Regions from separate parts of the Mus musculus genome. Here all the other regions are linked to region 4. The links are chromatin contacts, called in public Hi-C and promoter capture Hi-C maps. All regions are on one chromosome and are shown on one strand. The core of a region is the stretch at or near the end of the contact, and the rest is flanking DNA. Distances in the headings are between cores, read along the strand shown.

Region 1 (3,148 bases), core at 33-2,532, 500 kb before region 4:
GTTTGCAGATAACAAGCAAGTTTGTAACAACAAGCAAGTTAGTCTTTATTAGTCTACTTTCAAAATATCTGATATTATGTTTATATAGATGGGTAGCAATGTAAACACTATATTTAATAATGCACCTCTAGGTTCAGAGTGAAAACACAGGATGATCTCATACACTTTTCCCTCCTTATCATCATCTGCTCCATTAAGCCTATATTAGAGTGGTATCTGTGTTATTGCTGTACCTGCATTGATTCATGGTTGTCACTCAGAGTCCATGGGTTCCGCGGGGCTCATTTCTGGTGCTCTAAATTTGTGTTATTATTATTACTGTTGTTATTATTAGACAGTGTCTCTCTATATAGTCTTAACTGTTCTGGAACTTGCTATGTTCACCAGGCTAGAGCTCACAGAGATCTACCTGTTTCTGTCTTTACCTCCCAAGTGCTAGGTTTAAGGCATTTGCCACCATGTCCAGCCTCCTGGTGGTATAAGTTTTTTGGATTTGGACAAATGCATAATGGCATATATCTTACCCTATAGAGTATTTGCCTTCTGTAAAAATTCTGTGTGCTTCGTCTGTTCATTCTTCTACACCAGGCTATGGCAACTACTGGGTGATAACATCATTCTCCCTGCCTCTCCTCCTCCTCCTCTTCCTCCTCCTCCTCTCTCTCTCTCTCTCCCCCTCCCCTCCCTCTCTCCCTCCCTCCTCCCTCCTCCCCTCCCCTCTCCTTTCTTCCCTCCTCTCCTCCTTTCTCTCCTCTCTCTCTCTGTCCCTGCCTCCCAAATGATGGAATTTGAATGTGTGCACCACATATTGAGACATACTACTCTTATGGTCTCTATAATCTTCCCTTCCCAGAATGTCCTGTATTTGGAATTATAGAATGATGTTGGGCTTTGGTCACTGAAATTATTTTCATTGTCAGAAAGGGACCAGATCAGAACAGAATCCTGTCATTTCACTATTTTGGGGAGTATATACTCAAAATTATTAAAGCATAAATGTCCCTTTTTTCTGTGTCTGAAGCTCTGCATCCTCACTTCTCTCCATCTCCAGGCTAGTTATAGGCAGAGGGAGCAGTGCTGATAATCATGTTTTGATTTCTACTCCCCTCTTCATATTCAAATGGAGTAAAGTGGGGTCAAGTAGGTCCCATAAGCTCTAAGCCCCTCTCCAAAGCCCTTCTGGCACTAGGCCTGACAGTGCTCAGAGCATGAGCACATAGAGTCTAGATTGGTCCCCTTAGTCATCTGTCCACATGCTGCCAGCAGGCTCTGGATCTGGGCCAGAGTGGCCATGGAACAGAGCCAAGGTGTTATGAAAAAGCACTAGCTTGGGTTTCACGTCTCTGGGATTAGACTGGAAGATCCAGTTGCCAATTGTCATCAACCAGATTTCTCACACTTTGCCTGATGAGTTACTTTATTAGTGTACAGAGGGAACCAAAACTTTGTTTTTTCTAAGAAGCTCAGTCTTTATTTTAAATCACCATCCAGTGTATAAGGTCTTGTGTATTCTACTTGAGATCATCCTAATAGCAGGGTTAAACGGAGGCATTATGGAGAATTCCTTTAATAATACGAGTACAAGGTTTTAAATTTTTTAAAAAGACTTTTACATTTTGATTCGTGTTTTAAATATGTACTTAGAAAAAACGATAGTAGGTCTTTAAAATATCCTGTTTTTCTTTTTGAGACTAGATCAGAGGGTGCTACTCCTAAGTCCTTTTAGATATGTTACCAGTCTGTTTGTTTTGGCAAGATAAACTGTTAAGACTTGACAAATGATGTCTGCAAAGCACACGCCTTGTTAAGTATATAAACAAGCCACAGATGTTTCTATGGGAAGAACGGATCCTATTCACTTCAGGATTCCAATGTTAGCTCTTCGTATTTGAGGAAATTATAGAAGGAATAGAACCATTGTTCCCATTGTTTATAACCAACATTGTGCTTTGGTTTTCATCTGTGTTTTGTTTTTCCTTTTTTAAAAAAGCACAGTGTATATTAACTATAAAGAGTAATTTTCACGTGTGTATGTAACATACTTGGATCATGCTCATCTGAGCCACTGCCATACTGCACAGTACAGGCAGAGACAGAAACAGAAACAGACTGTGCCATGTGTTTTTGTTGACTGTACTTTCATGAGCATTACAGTTACTTTTTAAAAAAGATTTATTTATTGTATATATGTGACTACACTGCAGCCGTCTTCAGACACACCAGATGAGGTCATCGGATCCCCATTACAGATGGTTGTGAGCCACCATGAGGGTGCTGGGAATTGAACTGAGTTGCAGACAGTGCTCTTAACTCCTGAGCCATCTCTCCAACTCCTACGGCAGTTTTTTGTTTGGCTTTTTTTTTTTCAAGGATTTATTTATTATTATATCTAAGTACACTGGAGCTGTCTTCAGACAGAGCCAGAAGAGGGCGGGCGTCAGATCTCATTACAGGTGATTGTGAGCCACCATGTGGTTGCTGGGATTTGAACTCAGGACCTTCGGAAGAGCAGTCAGTGCTCTTCACCACTGAGCTATCTCACCAGCTCTAGTTTTTTGATACAATCAAGAGGAAGCTTGATCGCCGTCCTCCTCCTGAGGCTGTCTGCATAGTTCTTGCCTTCCATCTTACTGTGTGTGAGGCCGTAGCTTCTCAGGTGCAATGGCATTCTCTACATCAGCCCACTTCCTGGTCTTTGCAGCTTTTTCAGTACAGTGGTTTTTGGTTTTTTTTTTTGGGTGGGTGGGGGTTGTTTGTTTTTTTGTTTTTTTCCAGCGGAGTATTAGATCAATCTAAGGAGGGATTTTAGATCACAAATAGCTTTATAGTCTGTTATTTGTATGTCTTAACTATTCTTGGAAATTCCTTCTTTATGTCTCAGTGGTGTGGTTTTAGTATGAAATTTTAACTGAGAAATATTAGCTACTCGTGAACAAGAAAGAATGGGAAATGAAAATTACAAATAATCACCTGAATAGTTCAGATCATGACAGTCTCTACACCATGGGGTGAGAGGCTCAACTGGGTGAGGAGAGGCCTGGCTTCCTCTTGGTTTCTTACCTGCTTACTCTCTTTTCTTTCTTTCTTTCAGTATGTCACTGGGGTTTTATCCTAGTACAAGAAAAACAAATGTGTAAGAATTATATTT
Region 2 (2,886 bases), core at 251-2,750, 440 kb before region 4:
ATGAGAAACGCGGCCCGGAAGAAAGCCCGCACGCGGCAGACCAATTCCGTTCCGGCAGCTCCTGTCTTAGTTTAAGAAAGAGCCTGTGTCTTGTCCACAGTTGTTGCTCAAGAGTTTGGTAACGGGAACTGAGCATCCAAGAGATAGCGTGTTAGCTTCCTGTGGCTCTAGCACAGTGCCTGAGATAAGTATTTAGAGCAAAGGTGCACTTGGGCTCACAGTTCTGGAAGTTCCAACTGAAGGTCAATGGGACTTGTTTTGGGTCACTGGTAGGTTTGCCAGATGGTGGCACCAAGGAGCCTGTGACAGGCAAACAGGTGTAGTGATGAGTGCAGGAGACAGATCCCCCACTGGGCACATCTGCAGTGACCTAGAGACCTCCCTGAGGACTTTTTTTTCTGACAATGAGTCAGGAGAGGGTGTGGCTCACAGATAGAGATCCTACTTAGGATGTCCGAAGGCCTGGGCTCCCTCCGAACAGTCCAAACATGTTCACAAAAGCAAAATCTGGAAAGAAATAGAATGTACACAGCCAGGGAATCCCTCAGCCACTGTTGTTTTAGTGACTGCAAAAGAATGTGCAGAGGGAGGCGCAGACTTCACACCTAAATGAGAATAAGTTCACAGTTTAACACCGGAGACTAGGTCCTCCCTCTTCCTCCTTCTCAGGGTTGGCTGGATCCAAAAGCCCGTCAACTTCGGCCCATCTGTGCTTGGGGCTCCCTGAGAATTGGCTAAGATGTCACATCCCGCCTCTTGCCACAAATTAAGACCAGTGGCTTTCAAATATGAAAGAATAACACCAAAAACTTTAATCTTTATAAAGTTAAGACCATCCATAAGCTAAAGAACAAAGGGGCGCTTGGTTCCTAGCCCCCCCACATCCCTCCCTCTCCAGGGACCTGGAGACCTTAGGTGCCCAGATCCGGAGCACTCATTATCACCTTAGTAAGCTTGGGCCACAGGAGAGACTCAGGGACAGGGCACAGTGCAGCAGAAGGAAGTTCATCTGAGCACTACAATTATGCACTCAAGAATCCTACTAGAGGAAAACGGGATGTGTGTGATGTGCTTGTATATCAAAGAAGTTTAAAAACAACATGCTTGCTCTAAATTACTAATATGAAAATAGTTTCTGCCACTATTCAAAATAGTTGTAGATATGTAGTGTCTACTTTGAAAAATATATTTAAAGCTTATGTAGCTGTCCTTTTGGAAAAATTAGGCAGCGGCCAGGGATCATGGGGTGGGTTTTGTCAGGGCCAGGGGACCTGATGCATGCAGGAAGCTGGGCCATGGCGGGCAGTCCCCGGCATCAGCGCCCCGCAGGCCTGTCGGCGGGCCCCAGCAGCAGCTTGTCCATGCTGGAGTTCGCACTGTCCGCGGACTTGTCCGGCTCGGGCACGCAGGTGCAGCCCACCGGGATGGTGATGTAGTGTTCGGCGTACACAGAGCGGCCGCCCGCGCAGGCCGCTGTGCGCCGCAGCACCACGGCTGGAGAGAAGACGGGTGTGCTGCGAAAGCGGAAGTCCTCCTCCCCGTAGAGCCCGGTCAGGCAGCCTCGGCACAGGCAGTAGGCTTCGGGCAGGTACCTCGGAAAGCGAGCAGGGTCGTAGGAAATCCTGCAGACAGAGCGAGAGAGTGAGGCCGCAGCAGGAGCATCACTGCGAGTTCGCGGCCAGCTTGGGTTACATAGCAAGCCTGGCCAAATGAAGAAGGCCTGAGAAGGCTGGATCTGACAATGCAATCCGCAGTAAGCACTCTGGAAGGGCCTATCTGGAACACTAGGCTGTGAGCCCCGACCGGGAAAAGATTATGCTGCCATGGCACGTGACCTCTATCATTTCAGATGCTGAAGGCCGCATGAACCTCTATCCCTGAGTGCCCGTAAAACTACCCGCTGTCAAAATCCAAATGCCAACTTCCAAGCCTACCAGGCTCTGCAGGTCTACATGTGTTCCCTACATGTGCAAAAGGCCATGAGGTGACTCTGTCCAGATGCAAGCTCTCTAAAGGAGCTAAAGCAACATACAGCAGGGGACAGAGAGCTGGCAGGCCAGGGATATTTGAAAAGTGAAAATGATGGGTTAAATTCCATCACTTTGATTTTTCTCCAACTCTTGCAAGTTTCAACTCAGATGCCAAATGTAAGTACTTCCGGGTCAGCCTATGGCCAAATCTCAGGAAAGCTACAACGGTGGCTCACTTGGAGATAAAAATCAACCCCCAGAACAAGAGCCTGCTCTTACAGAAGCCACCTACACAGCTACAGAAACCCAGGGGGTCATCAGGAGGAACCTGGGACCCTTCTTGGTTGTCCCCTTGCAGAAGCAAGGGTTATCCCCACTGCTTGTGAGACTTCTATGTGCCTAAATTCACGTCCATTAACCTATCCAACCAGAACACAGGCAATCCCTTATAGGTCTTTTCTTTCCTCTAGGCAGAGTTCTAGAGACTCTCATATCCATCGTCACGGCTTTGACCTTGGCTAACATGTCGAGAGTCAGACACATCTGAAGACCCACTATGCACCAAACAGTAGCCTCTGAGTATAGTGAAGAAAATGGAGGCAGGATGGAGAGATGGAGAGGGGACAGGCTTGGAGATCTTTCTGTTCTAGCCTGGGGATGTGAGGGAGGGGGCAGTGGGCATGCCATGCCTGCAGTCAGTGCCCATCCAAGGACATGCTTTCTCCTTACTACTAACGAGGGCACTTGCCAACAAAATAGACCTCCCTCCACTCAGAGCACACATGCCATGGAGAGGAACCGGTCTGCAGAAAGCAGGCACTGGAATCGGTGGTGCTGTTTTGGCGAGAGGTACTTGGGGTCAGGAAGGCCTCCTGGGCATAGAACCGTTCAATTTCCCTTGCACACTGTTTCTAGG
Region 3 (3,061 bases), core at 225-2,724, 470 kb before region 4:
GTGTGTGTATATATATTTTTTTTAAAGGGCCAAGCATTGTGGAATTGCCAGTCCTTTCTACTTCAAAGGTTAAAGCTGGAGACTCAACTTGGTCCCAACACAAAAAATAAATAAGAAAAAGAAAAACTCAGTTAGTTAGTTAGTCTGTTAGTTTGTTGTTTTTATGAGACAGAGTCTTCGTATGTAGTCCTGCTCTCCATAAACTTGTGTAGTCTAAACCTTAAGCTCACAGAGAATTACCTGTCTCCCCTGACCACTAGGGACCCAGGACCACATATTTCTATCTTAAGAGATCTTCCAAGGTATTCTCTCAGCACCATTACTAAATATAAAAGAAATAATTCCTTAATTAAAATGTGGGGGGCTGGTGAGATGGCTCAGTGGGTAAGAGCACCCGACTGCTCTTTCAAAGGTCCTGAGTTCAAATCCCAGCAACCACATGGTGGCTCACAACCATCTGTAATGGGATCGGGCTTCCTCTTCTGGAGTGTCTGAAGACAGCTACAGTGTACTTACATATAATAAATAATTATTAAAAAAAAATGTGATTTGAAAGCATCTTTTGGATCCAATTTGACTGAAAAACTTTTTCACTTCAATAAAGACTAGTTTGTCTTTGATACTAATTTTATGATCTGTGAGAAACATTTAATTACAATGTATACAGGCCAGCCAGAACTACATCAAGAAACTCTTGTTGAAAAAAAACCAAAAAGGTAGAGCTTTCTTGTGTCTTCAGACACTTTAATATTTAAAAATAGCATATAATTGAATACACGAAGATAATCATTGTGGCATACATACTTAAAAGGAATGGAAGCTTTAAAAAATTAGGTGCAAAATAGTTTGCTTTAAAACAGGTTTTTTTGAGTCTTATAAGTAGATGGTTTCTTCCTTTTCAATAGTTTTTTTTTCTTGATTGCCATTTTGATAAGTTACACTTGATTTGATCTATTTGGTTTAATAGAGTAGTCATTCGTTTAGAGAAATCGAAATCAAAATGAAGTATGGGTTTCTACAGACGAAACACTACTGTATGTAGAAATTGTGACAGTTCATTATCAAGCTGCTTTTTGAGTGGCGTCAGCATCTGAGCGGTGATTTAAAGCCCTTCAGCCAGATCAGGAAATCGATAAAGAGAGAACCGAACAGCAGGAACATAGTGAAGTTTGCCTGTCCCTGGGAAAGAAAAGATTACATGTGATTTAAGAATTGCCGAATCAAAGGGAGCATTAGTTTTGATTAAGGAAAACTGTGTGCCAGCTACCATGATAGATTGGTAAAATATGTGTTCATATACTGTGAATTCAACACTGAAAGCTCTGAAAGACTAATTGGTTTGAAAGGTTTAAGACTGACTCCAAAGTACCAAACAGCCAGACTACCGCAACCTAATTAAAACCTGGGTTGTAGAAGCCGGAAGCTGACTGGGCGGGACTAGACGCTCATTGGCTCCCACCGTCTGGTCTGCACCAGCGCAAACGCGGAGGTCCCCGCCAACCCTCACCCCACCCCCGCACTGTGACGACTGCGCATGCGTCAGTGGTGAGTGGCGGCCACGGAGTGTGGCGGCGGAGGGTCAAGGGATGTTTTGGGTGGGTTCCGAACCGGGTCCATACTGACCCTTGGAGACTTTCCCAGTAGGGGCCTCGTCTCTGCGGGGTCCTTCTTCTTGGACATCTTGAGCCGGAAACAAGTCCTTAGTGGTCCGGTCGGAATGGTGCCTGGGGAAGGGATATATATGCATGGACACGAGGAAGCCTTGAGCCTTAGCATGGGGTTTGGCTGGCCGGGCTGTTCATCCAAACTTACCTTGTTGTGTGTTTGTGGCTTGCTTTCTCTGTGCAAGTTTTATCTCAGGTCATGGTGGGATTTATTATTTTGAGATGGTCTCACTGTATAGCCAGGCTGGCCTCGAACTCAGACTCATTGATCCCTCATTTTTCCCGTGTCACCACACCCAACAATCTTTCTTTAAATAATAAACAGTATTTAGGAAGTGAAGGACTTCCCTCAGGCAGAGACTTGTATGAAAATGAAAGCACACGATTTTTATACACTCGAGATGCACAGGCAGACAGATCTCTGAGTTCAAGGCCAGCCTGGTCTACAGAGAATTTTCCTGGACAGCCAAGGCTACACAAAGAAATCCTATCATTCATTCATAGGTAGATAGATAGAGCAAGTTCTAGGACAGCCAAGGCAACACAACTGTCTTGAATCAATAAGATTACTTAGAGAATATCTGCCAGGCATTGTCATCTACAGAGTTCACGCTCAGGGAACAAACAAGTTGAGAACAATGTCATTTCTAGTGACTGTGGGTGCCTGTCTCTGAGCCGCAGGTTGAGCATACTTGACAGGTCATTCTATTCGCCTACTAGTACAGCTACCCTTCCTGCAGTTTACTAACGACTCTGGAAAGAAACTTTGTTTCATTCTCTTTCTGCTGGCTTAAACTCTCTTGACCTAAATATCTTGGAGAAGGTACTTAGATACTCTGACATACAGTATTGTTAGTTTTTTGTTGTTGCTTTCGTAGATCTGATGCATGGGAATAGAAGTTTGTTTTGATTTTGGGTTTTTTTTTTGGGGGGGGGGTTGGTTTTGTTTTTTTTTGTTTTTCCAGACAAGGTTTCTCTGTGTAGCCCTGGCTGTCCTGGAACTCACTCTGTAGACCAGGCTGGCCTCGAACTCAGAACTCCACCTGCCTCTGCCTCCTGAGTGCTGGGATTAAAGGCGTGCACCACCACGCCCGACTAGAACTAGAAGATTTTTATAGAAATGAAGAATCCCTGCTGCTGCTGCCGCTGCTGACCCTTTCCCCACGGTAGTCCCATCTTCCTGTAACCCCATTTCCATTTTTCCTATCAAGGCAAGGCCTTGACTTTATTTCCCATCAGGTTCTTCCCTGTTGCCCTTAGGTGCTGAGCCACATTTCTGACATAGAGCAATAGCTGTCTTGCCATTTCTTTGTCTCTGGGGTTTCTGGACCTCTGCACTAAGGATATTTTGGACAGATCTTTGAAGTAGAGGGTTGTCCTATGAACTGTAGAAAGTT
Region 4 (2,739 bases), core at 103-2,602:
TGCAACCTTCCTCTGCCCAAGCAAGAGCAGTCAGGTCTGCCCGCGGCAATGTGCCAGCTTTACAGGGAAAGCATGTACCTTCAGCCATGGTCCTTTCATTGAAAGCCAATCCTTCGACCAGACGGGCCTTGTCAGAATGAATCAGTCTCTTCACTGCGTGTAAAGCTAATCTGAAGGAACTTTGTGGGGATGTGCCGTTTTCATTCCAAACCTGGCAGCTGTAGGACTCGGGTTGCAAGTAGTAAGGTGAAGCTAGCTGGCCTAGGTATCCCAAAGCGTAGCTAGCTCTTGTGAATGTCCACCGTAACTCCTCTCAAAACTATCCAGACAGCCAAGCAATGTGGAACACCGAGCCCTCAAAACCCACGAACAGCTTGGCGGAGAGAGGTAGATGCAGGCTGCCCAGGTCTTCCCAGCATCCTGGACTCCAAGAGGGATGGGCTTGCCTAACCTCTTCTGCTCCCCCCCCCCTTCCGCATCCCCTGCACCGGCAGAATCTGGGTGCCCCTTCCTTGCAATGCTTTCAGTTGTGGAAAAGAGGACACAGAGAGCGGGGGCACAGGCAGAGAACCCTCCAGAGACTGTGACAAGTCCACTTCCAGGCCAGCCCTGGAGACGCACCTCTACATCTTCTTCTGTCCTAGCCACTGGCACCCTGTTCAAAGTGATCGAATTAAATCGGGAATTCAAAGAAATAGAAGCCAGAATTTGGCCAGCCCTGGCGGCGCCCTCTGTTAGTCTGCCTTGAACCCGAATTCTAGATGCCTCAGCTCACTGCACTACGGGAGAGGAGTCTCCTGTGCGCTACTGGAAGCTGCAGGCCAACACAAAACTGTACCGTCCGTTTATCTAACACGCACACACACACACACACACACACACACACACACACACAAGTATATATAATATTACTACAGCGAAGCTTCGAATATAACAGCACACTTTCCACTAGTGAGAGTAGTAAGAGCAACATCAACTCTCTTTCAACATCACCCAATCCCCCAAAAGCGAGTAGCTGGGACTTGGAGCTTTGCGACCTGCGTCCTGGGTGAAGACACAGGTCTACCAGCTCTGTTCAGGCTGCGCTCGGGACAGGACACTGGAAGAGCCTTGAGCTCAAAGAGAGCTGGGGGTGGGGTGGGGCGGAGTGGGGTGGGGAGTGACCTAGGCTCCAGGAGAGCTCGCGACTCGGCGGGCCCTGACGGCTCTGGGTGCCCGGAGAGCCCCGCCCGTGGCGCTGGGGGTGGCGGGCTACTGGGAGCCGCCTCCTCCGCAACTTTCTCAATCGCTCCAGGGTGAGAGAGGCGGGGTGAGGGCTTTGGTTAAAAGGCGCCGCGGCCAACAGGTGTCCAGGATCGCAGCGCGCGGCGCGCTCCGCTCTCCCAACTCGCAGCCAGTCGGCGGCGCTCCAGTCCACTGAGCGCAGCCTCCACCGGGACCCGCGGCGACCAGCACAGGATCAGCCGGCGACCCATTTCGGACCAACCCAGGAGCGGCCCCGGGACCCGCTTCAGACCTGCTCCTTACCGGGGACAGCGCCTCGCCGCTTCCCGCCACCCAACGCTGCACGCTCCTCCGGACACAGGTGCGACCGCCAATCCGCGCCACCGAGTCACACTGGTGTAACCCGCCCCCGACCGCAACGCCCCACGGTGGCTGGGGCGCGAGACTCAGCCAGTAGGGACGCGTGAGGTGCGAGGAGGGGTGCGGGCCGCCACGGTCCTGGGAAACCGAGGCCGGAACGCGCTGCGCGGTCCCTACGGGCCACCGCCACCCGTGCATAGGGACCCGAGCTGTGAACGCGTTTCTTCGGCTGCAGGCGTCTGGCCCGGCTCGGGGTTGGAGCCGGCTGCTCTCACCGCCGCGCACAGCCTGAGCCGGGAGGTCCCGCACAGCGCGGGGTGGGGAGGGACGCGGGGGCCAGGCTGTTCCGCGCACGACTGCGACGTGTCGCCAGTATTCCTTCGCTAGAATTTTCCCGAGGCCTCCTGGCTGCGTTGTCTGCCGCCATTGAAAAGTTTTTAGCTAACCGAAAGCTGAGCAGGAAAACTCAGTTTCATTTGTTAAGCAGGAAGCCTCCGTGGGAAGACACTGACCTTTACCACCTAAAGCACTGGGGTGACGTGGGCGACCGCCCAAAACGCGCGGCCGTAGCCGCTCCCGCGAGCTGGGGAACCCCAACCTGCACTCGGGTGGAGATTTTGATTGCTTTTTTTTTTTTTCTTTCCTTAAATGCTTTTTAAGGATTTGCGTCCAGGCGGGACGTTACAGCTGGAAGGGAAGGCACAGGTTCACAGATGGCGTGCTGCTGAGAAACTTGTCCCTTAGGACAATTGCATCAGCCCCTTGGTGCTGCCTCAATGGAAGGGAAGGGAGCGTAGGCCTAAATGGGACCCATTGCTCAGGTCCACGGGATTGTCCTGAGAAGCCTGGCTCAGTCATGGCTACACTTACCCCGGAGTCCTTTGGGAACTATGGGCAAAGCCAGTGAATTATGAGAAGGGTGGAGGGTGCGGTGGGGTCAGCATCTAGAGGCAGTCCACCAGCTCCCCGAAGTATCCTTTAAGGCAAATAAGGGTCATATGCAGTATATACTATAAACATGGAGAAGCTCCCTTCTACTCAGGAGCGAATGATTCACCGGTTCAAGGCAATCTCCAGGTGTCCCATGCCAGGTAGGGACCTGCGTGTGACCTAGTCCTAAGGCCAGCCTGGAAATCACCTCCTACACCACAGTTG

The links. Promoter capture Hi-C pulls out the DNA fragments that hold promoters and counts their contacts. Hi-C and Micro-C count contacts between places; a contact is called where the count stands out from the background.
Region 1: a Hi-C map of neural progenitor cells shows a contact between it and region 4, with 1.7 times the contacts expected there. The contact joins the enhancer-like site here to the promoter of Gjb2 in region 4. A contact is called at or near these places in 5 of 39 promoter capture datasets (the 3T3-L1 cell line, cranial neural crest, frontonasal cranial neural crest and 2 more), 5 of 484 Hi-C or Micro-C datasets (cerebral cortex, nephron progenitors, neural progenitor cells and 1 more) and 1 of 115 datasets of contacts at active chromatin or transcription factors (astrocytes).
Region 2: a contact with region 4 is called in a promoter capture Hi-C map of embryonic stem cells, with 5 read pairs. The contact joins the enhancer-like site here to the promoter of Gjb2 in region 4. A contact is called at or near these places in 4 of 39 promoter capture datasets (the 3T3-L1 cell line, cranial neural crest, embryonic stem cells and 1 more) and 1 of 9 other capture datasets (embryonic stem cells).
Region 3: a promoter capture Hi-C map of liver shows a contact between it and region 4, with 4 times the contacts expected there. The contact joins the promoter of 1700039M10Rik here to the promoter of Gjb2 in region 4. A contact is called at or near these places in 5 of 39 promoter capture datasets (cranial neural crest, embryonic stem cells, hippocampal neurons and 2 more), 1 of 115 datasets of contacts at active chromatin or transcription factors (astrocytes) and 1 of 9 other capture datasets (pancreatic islet).

Annotation. Positions count from the first base shown.
Region 1 is chr14:57,605,800-57,608,947 of GRCm38.p6, reverse strand. All of the region lies in intron 9 of Xpo4 (exportin 4), which reads left to right. Among named protein-coding and RNA genes, the nearest start is that of 1700039M10Rik, 36 kb to the right of the region's middle. Within about 2 kb of position 1,282, at least 111 of the 459 cell types and tissues checked have an H3K27ac peak or open chromatin away from gene starts, as enhancers often do. A contact at or near this core is called in cerebral cortex and neural progenitor cells, where this site is marked.
Region 2 is chr14:57,541,070-57,543,955 of GRCm38.p6, reverse strand. It overlaps Il17d (interleukin 17D), which reads right to left. Exons shown (of 3, transcript NM_145837.3): 3 at 790-1,622. The coding sequence ends at 1,316. Among named protein-coding and RNA genes, the nearest start is that of Il17d, 18 kb to the right of the region's middle. Within about 2 kb of position 1,500, at least 23 of the 459 cell types and tissues checked have an H3K27ac peak or open chromatin away from gene starts, as enhancers often do. A contact at or near this core is called in embryonic stem cells, where this site is marked.
Region 3 is chr14:57,570,027-57,573,087 of GRCm38.p6, reverse strand. 1700039M10Rik (RIKEN cDNA 1700039M10 gene) reads right to left here and starts at 1,474. Exons shown (of 2, transcript NR_152103.1): 1 at 1,403-1,474; 2 at 720-1,179. Eef1akmt1 (EEF1A alpha lysine methyltransferase 1) reads left to right here and starts at 1,506. Exons shown (of 5, transcript NM_026526.3): 1 at 1,506-1,545.
Region 4 is chr14:57,103,315-57,106,053 of GRCm38.p6, reverse strand. It overlaps Gjb2 (gap junction protein, beta 2), which reads left to right and starts at 1,352. Exons shown (of 2, transcript NM_008125.3): 1 at 1,352-1,585. Gm32912 (a long non-coding RNA gene) reads right to left here and starts at 1,389. Exons shown (of 5, transcript XR_383459.4): 1 at 1-1,389.